Linked DNA regions of Mus musculus: region 1 is linked to region 2. A link is a contact called in public promoter capture Hi-C data. All regions are on one chromosome and are shown on one strand. The core of a region is the stretch at or near the end of the contact, and the rest is flanking DNA. Distances in the headings are between cores, read along the strand shown.

The links. Promoter capture Hi-C pulls out the DNA fragments that hold promoters and counts their contacts.
Region 1: a promoter capture Hi-C map of neutrophils shows a contact between it and region 2, with 4 times the contacts expected there. The contact joins the promoter of Mast3 here to the promoter of Rex1bd in region 2. A contact is called at or near these places in 3 of 39 promoter capture datasets (embryonic stem cells, neural stem cells and neutrophils), 2 of 484 Hi-C or Micro-C datasets (CD4 T cells and embryonic stem cells), 3 of 115 datasets of contacts at active chromatin or transcription factors (embryonic stem cells and pancreatic cancer cells) and 3 of 9 other capture datasets (adipose tissue, liver and pancreatic islet).

Annotation. Positions count from the first base shown.
Region 1 is chr8:70,790,990-70,794,518 of GRCm38.p6, reverse strand. It overlaps Mast3 (microtubule associated serine/threonine kinase 3), which reads left to right and starts at 2,086. Exons shown (of 26, transcript NM_199308.2): 1 at 2,086-2,293. The coding sequence starts at 2,205.
Region 2 is chr8:70,505,386-70,509,105 of GRCm38.p6, reverse strand. It overlaps Rex1bd (required for excision 1-B domain containing), which reads left to right and starts at 2,354. Exons shown (of 5, transcript NM_025577.3): 1 at 2,354-2,444; 2 at 2,527-2,609; 3 at 3,146-3,350. The coding sequence starts at 2,373. It overlaps Uba52 (ubiquitin A-52 residue ribosomal protein fusion product 1), which reads left to right. Exons shown (of 4, transcript NM_019883.4): 4 at 578-843. The coding sequence ends at 774.

The DNA of each region.
Region 1 (3,529 bases), core at 837-3,336, 290 kb before region 2:
AGCAGGGACCCCTGTATGCTCAGCCTTGCCAGGCAGGCACTCTGGATAGTTGCATAGCCCAGTTCTTCAGAGTGGGAAACAGGCCAGGTGGGCTGCTAAGGCATTAGTCTGTGGCTGGGGATAAGGAAACAGCTGTGTATCAGGTGTGTCGTGGAGGTGTGTTCCCAGGCACAACAGTGGTGGGTGGCTCTTCCTGGAGGTGTATGAAGCCCAGGGCTCCATCACCATTTGTGTCCACAGTCAGGAGGCTTTGAGCTCAGTGCTCAGACCTGACACAAGGTGATCATGATCCTCTTGGTCACATGTGGCCACTTCAGGGCCTGTCCTTGTGACTCAGAACTTGGGCTCTAGCCACTCCCTTTCTCCAGGTCTTTCCATGATGTAGTCTTCAGCTTTTGTCCCCTCATGCCACCAGCTCCTCACTAGAGGCTTAACCCTCTATCCCAGCTTCTCAAAGGTCTTTCTTTGCTTTCCAGGACAGACATGGAGGCGCTCTAACACCATCCATGGCTCCCTGTTGCATTTTCAGTGAGCTCCAATCCTTATTGCAGCTGTGTGGTTAGCTCAGCGAGCACCCTCCTCCCCATCTGTGACACTCTTTCCCCATGCCCACTGATTCTCTTCTTTCTCATGGTCAAAATTATTATGTTGCCTGTCTGCTTGCCTTCTTTGCTATTTCTTGAGAAAGAAATATCGTCCAGGCTGGCCTTAAGTTCCTACCTGTACCCCTCAAGTCCTGTGACAACAGGTGTGTGTTACCACCTCCAAAAGTGTGGTGAGGGCTGGGATGGAGCCCTCCATGCCAGGCAAGCATTCTGCCAGCACAGCTATATCCCTCTTTCTTTGAAGTTACTCTTTGACATTCTTCATCTGTCTCCTTATCTGAGATCAAGGACTACCTTGAAGTCACCCCTAGATGTCCCAGAGGCAGGTAAACTGTAAGTGTTCAATAAATGTTTATCAAGTGAATAAATGACTGGATATGGGTTTGTGCTGCAGCCAGCAGCATGGGAAACGCCTGACGTGGCAAAGAGCCTGGAGGAGACGTGGCAGAGTCTCAGAGTGACTTGACAAGGATGAGTTGGGGAAAACCTGGGTGCATGTGCCTCAGTTTCCCCAGCTATCTTCTTGCACCAAATATAGGATCTGAGCTTCAAATCCGAGCAAGGCTCTGATCCGGTGTCTAAAAGTCCAGGGAGTCGGGTGCTGTCAGAATGACCACTGGCTACCTAGGACCTGGGGGAAAAGGACATATTCCTTTGGTTTGTAGTATATATGACTTATCGCCTTTGGTAATGGCTTTCGTGGCCATGCACACTGCGTTCATCGCAGACATCATACAGATGGGAAGGAAAGGGGAAGAGCCAGGCAGGGCTAACACCTCCAAGTCAGAGGGCAGACCCGTCACAGCCTGCACTACTAGCACCGCCAAAGCTCTACTCCGCCGTCCAGGCCCTAGCAACGCCCCACCTGCTTGTTGTGGCCCTAGCGACGCCCCGCCCTCACCGCGCAGTGCCCTAGCAACGGCCAGGTAGCCCCGCCCCCCCAATGCTCAGAACCATAGCAAAGCCCTGCCTGGGCTGCTGAGGTCCATAGCAACGCCTCGCTCTCCTGTCAGGGTGCCTCTCCTGGTGCTTAGAGCTCTAGCAACAACCTGCCTGTGTTGCTGAGGTCCATAGCAACGCCCCGCCCTTGCTACCTAGAGCCCTAGCAACGGCCAGGTAACCCCGCCCCCTATGCTCAGAACCCTAGCAAACCCCTGCCTGTGCTGCTAGGGGGCCTAGCAACGCTCACGTTAGTCCCAGAGCCCTAGCAACGTCCACTACGCCGCGCCGATCTGCTCGGGGCCCTAGCAACGCCCCGCGCTGTCCCTCAAGGCCCTGGCAATGCTGGGCACCGACAGGCGGGTTCTAACTGCGCTCCATCCCAGCGCTTCCGGCAGAGCTGTAGCAACAAAAGCTCCTTAGTTGGGGACCCTAGCAACGCCCCGCCTAGCACTGTAGCAACGCCTCGCCCCCCTTCCTCCTCCATCACGACGCCACGCCCCCTCAGGCTCCGCCCCGTGACTGGGCGGGGCTCCCAGCCGGGCTTCCTCCTTGCTACCGCGCGCGCTCCTTGTTGCCCGCGGCCACTGGGCCGCTCTACGGGGCTCAGGCCGAATCCGGCCGATCTGGCCGAGGCCCGGGCAGACGGAGGGCGGCAGCATGTCCGACCCCAGCTACTGGACCGCGGTCGCGGCCCCGGGGCACCGCAGCCGCCTGGCCAAGGGTGCGCTGCTACAGCGTTCCAAAAGGTAGGGACGGCTTGGGGCGCAGGGTCTAGCTGTGGACGCCGGTATTTGAACTTGGGACTCGGGCCTTGCAAAGCGATGAATTTGGGAAGAATGAAGCAGTCTGTTCTGGACACTCAGCGGAAATGTTGGCGCAGATGCAAATACTCATGGCCCAGACTGACGAGTGGGTGGCAGGTCTACAGCCAAGAAGGCATGCTTCTCCTCGGCCCAGGTCCTCCTTTGCAAGGCACAGAGGCCAAGAGAGATGGTGCCTCAACTGTCGACCCAGGTTCTAATTGTAAGATAGCTTTTACCGTGCGGTGTGACTCCAGGTAGTTCTTCAACCTCTCTGTGCTTGTGTTTCTCTGTATTTAGGTTAGCATAGTTGGGAAAAGTCTGAGATGCAAGGACCCTGAGTGCTCGATCCAAAGCTTCGACTGGGCCTTGAGATAGTGTGGTGCCTACCATGGCTTACAGGCCTTTTAGAGCAAGGAACAGTGTAAGCAGTTGGCATTTAATGTGTGCTCAAGTGAGATGATCCAGGTTCTCTGAGGCGTCCAATATGGTTGTTTTCAAGGTCTTGTCTAAGCATAAGGGAAAGGAACCAACCAGTCTCATTGGCTACCGGTGCAGGACCATGGGACAGCAGGGCAGGGAGAGGATGTGGCTGCCAGTGTGTGTCGTGTGCAGAGGGGGGGCGACAGGAAGTCTTGCAGGGCCCTTTGGGTTCCGCTTCTGCACCCACACTTCAGCCTAGGGGGCAATTCTTTACCCTCTTGGTAGCTGGTAGCCCCGATTTCCCTGTGTGAAGAGCAGGTACAGTTGGTGGGTCCCCCAGCTCAATGCTGGTTTGTACTGTGTCCACACCTGTGGCTTAGCTGACTCTGGGGGCGTGGCCTCCTGTAGGCAGGCTCTTAGAGCATAGGTCCCCCAAGGCCAGCTTCACAGGGTGTGTTGATTTTGTGCACCTTCTGGTTGTCCTGATGGGGAAAACAGAGCCTCCTGCAGCAACAGACAGGCTGGGCTCAGCTCCCTAAAACCTATGCCCTTTGCTGCCTGCGGCACCTCCTATCTTGGCCTGCAAACTGCCCTTCTGTTACCCAAAACCCTCCCTGCCTCCTTAGGGCCCCTCCTGTCGCTCCCTCCCTGACACTTTTACAGAGCTGCGTTGGTGGAGGGCTGTGTGGGCTGCTCTCCTTGCCTTCAGTCAGAGCCGCCGTTGCTGGGTGACTGTAGGGGGCTGGGAAGGAGGGCAGG
Region 2 (3,720 bases), core at 1,105-3,604:
CCTGGCTGCCCCTACTTACCAAACCTTTACTTTGGTTTTGTTTTTGTTGTTTGCTTTGAGGCTAAGTGTCAACTTAGACCCAGGCTGTTTGGAACTCGTGGTAGCTCATGTTAGCCTCAAACCCATCGGAGCCATGCTGTCATCTACTTAATCCCATGTTCCAAGTCCCTGTCATATTCACACACACGTTCTGTGCATCTCTGTGTAGCACTGACTATTCTGTTGCTTCCCATGTGCTCAGATTAAAGGTGTGTGCTGTCACATCTGCTTGCCTGTTCTCTGTGTGGGTGTGAGAGCCTGAAATGTGGAGCACTGGGGGTTGGGGGTGCCGGTGTGTCCGCATCTGGATGCTTGCTGTGCTGTCTGTGGGGCTGCCTCCACTGGACATGTTTCTTGCCCTCGTTTGACTTGTGCTCTCACCAGACTTGTAAAGTTCCCAGGTGCCTACCATCTCACCACCAGTGTCTGTCTGCCTCTGTAGAGGAGCCTCTTTTAGGGTGCTACTTGGTGTCTTTGGGCAGCCCACCTCACTGTCCTGTATGAGCTCCTGCCTTCAGCTGCCTGTTCTTTTTCCCAGAGTCCACCTTGCACCTGGTGCTGCGTCTGCGCGGTGGCATCATTGAGCCATCCCTTCGTCAGCTTGCCCAGAAGTACAACTGTGACAAGATGATCTGCCGCAAGTGCTACGCACGCCTGCACCCTCGTGCAGTCAACTGCCGCAAGAAGAAGTGCGGCCATACCAACAACCTGCGCCCCAAGAAGAAGGTCAAATAAAGCTGTGGTCATACCTGGCATGTGACCCCGGGACCAAATAAAGTCCCCTTCCATCCACTGGAGCAGTAATTGGTGTCTAGAGTGACTGTTCTGTTGAGGGATCGGTGGGGAGGGGATCTCACCATGTAGCCTAGGCTGCCCTTGAACCTTGGAGGCTGGGGAGGCAGTAAAGACTGGTACTGGGCAGCAGGGTGAACCAGTGGGTTAGAACTTGCAAGCCTTGGAACCATGTAAAGGTGGAGCCCACACAGTGCTGCTGTGGGGAGGCAGGCTGTGCTTACAGATCTTGTCTTGGCTCTGATGTGTGGGGCCACAATTTAGGGTCTCTGGGGGAGCAGTTCACCTGACTCAGTACTCTGTACGCCAGTTAAGTTGCTGGACAACCTGATAGAGTTCACCATCAGGCATGGCACCAGGGACTACAGGCAACACACTTTATATGAGTTTATGAGGCCGCCTCATCTACCTTTGATTTTTGAGTATCAGGCACACTTTTGCATGAGTAGCTGGGTACTCTAGGGCGTCTAGGACCATTTCACCCATCGTGGGGAGTCTTAGACAGGCCATGTTGCTTGTAATTGACTTCAGGTATGCAGTCTGTCTTGTCATTTGGAAGGTTCCGTGGGTTCGAACCTGGTTGCCAGCAGCTTGCAAATCCCCCATGTATGTGCAACCAACATCTCCAAAGTAATTTAGGGAAGGAAGCTTTCAGAGTATATCCTACCTCCCCGGTGCTGGGAATCCCATTTCAAAGGTATAATCTGAATGGATGGTTTGTGTGCACTATGTGAGATGACATCAAAAGGTTTGTTAGGGGCTGGAGAAGTGGCTCAGTGGTTAAGAGCACTGATTGACTGCTCTTCCAGAGGTCCTGAGTTCAATTCCCAGTAACCACATGGTGGCTCAACCATCCATAATTGATCTGATGCCTCTTCTGGTGTGTCTGAAGACAGCTACAGTGTACTTACATATAATAAATACTTTTAAAAAAAAAATGCGTGATGGGCATGGTGGTGCACTTTAATCCCATCACTCTGTAGGCAGAGGCAAGCGGATTTCTGAGTTCAAGGCCAGCCTGCTCTACAAAATGAGTTCCAGGACAGCCAGGGCTATACAGAGAAACCCTGTCTGGGGGGCTGGGGGTGCATTAGGTGTCCTGCATATAGGTGTGAGTGGCTATGTGGGTAGTGTCATTGGGTTCAGTCCTGCAACAGCAACTAGTACTCAGCCACTGAAACCAAAACTGGTTCAACTACATTCGTAAGCATCACCGGTACAGAAATACTTGTGGCCTTAACTTCGATTTAGGCCCTATTCGAGCCCCGCTTGTTGCAAGGATCTGGCGGATGTACACAGCCCTGGAACTAACCATTTAGTTGCTTTAGAAACTATTTAGAGTTCCACCAGGCGGTGGTGACACACGCCTTTAATCCCAGCACTTGGGAGGCAGAGGCAGGGACAGCCAGGGCTACACAGAAAACCTGTCTCAAAAAAAAAAAAAAAAAAAAACGAATTCAAAGGCGCGCGGGCTGGTGGTGGACCTCCCGGCCGGCAGGGGGCGCAGCGGCCATTCCCTAGTGCCACTTGACTGCGCAGTCATGCTCACCGCCGCCACAGAGGTGTTGGCTGCTGCAGACGGTCCCGGGTCTGCGGAGTCCGCGTGGGCCTGGGTGAGCCCGGTTGCGGGTGGGACGGGCGCGGGGTGGCGGGATGGGCTCAGGACTCCGGCTTCATGGCCCCACACCCCCATAGAGAGACGCCCCGATCGCTACACTGGTGCAGAGGATTCAGCAGCTTCAGAATGAACGCGCACAGGCCTTCCGCCGTCTAGACCAGTGAGCGGGCTGGGCTGGAGGAGGGGGCGGGCCCTGGGAGAGCTTGCCTGAGGGGGACCTGAGGGGAGGCGGCTGGAGGCGTGGCTGGGAGGACCTAGGTTGTGGACTTGGTCGGAAGAGGTGGGGAGAGAGCCAGATCTGGTCCAGGAGATGCAGGAGTGCTGCTGCCGGGAGCAGGGCGTACTTGAAAGCGAAGTCTAGAAGGGTGGGTAAAAGGATCTGTGACACTGAAGCCTGTCTATTTGGGGGAGTTGGGTAGAGCTGAGGGTGTAGCTTTTAGTAGCAGGGTAGATAGGTGTAGAGCAGCATGTGACCGTGGGCGTGGCCTGGCGGGAGCAGCTGTGGTGTGACCCTCCACAAGATCCCTCATTTCTCTGAGTGCAGAGATGGTTAAGCACTAGCTCTGTCCTGACAGACCCAGTCTGTGGAGTTCGGGTTTGTCTCTTTCGAGTCGGGGGTATCTTCCACGTAGCTGGAGCAGGGAGCGTGGTCTGCTTGTCAGCGTGTCGATTCAGCATCCTCCCGGTCCACTGCAGAGCTCACCGTCAGTACCTGCTCAGTGGTCAGCACTATGACTTCCCGAGTTACCGGAGTGTCGTGCACGAGGTGACCCAGGCCTTCGCCGCTGCCTCGCGGGAGGTATTGGCAGTGGAAGCAGAGTTGGCAGGGCCTCGAGCGCAACCGGTGCTCGCCCGCCACGTGCGCAGCCTGCAGGAGCTAGAACAGACGCGCCTGGCCACGGTAAGACCACCACCCCTCTCCTTTTAGAGTGGGGCATGGTCCACAACCCATTCCCAGCCACCCCGACCTACTACTATTTTTGCCAAACACCTCTATGCATTTGGGCCCTCTCCCACTCTTTCCTGGCTAACTACATTTCCCTCCCAAATTTTTGCTTAATTATACCAGCCCCTCTGTAAAGCTGTCCTAAGAACTCCAGAAACCCAACGCATCGACCACTGTGGCTGTTTAAGTCCCTAACTCTGGGTTATCACCGTTGGAACCCACAAACTACTTCTTCCACAAACATCCTCAGACACTTGTCATCCTTGGTCCTTGACCCAGATCCCAAGACCCCACCTACCCTAACCTTATAGCCAGTGGTAGCAGG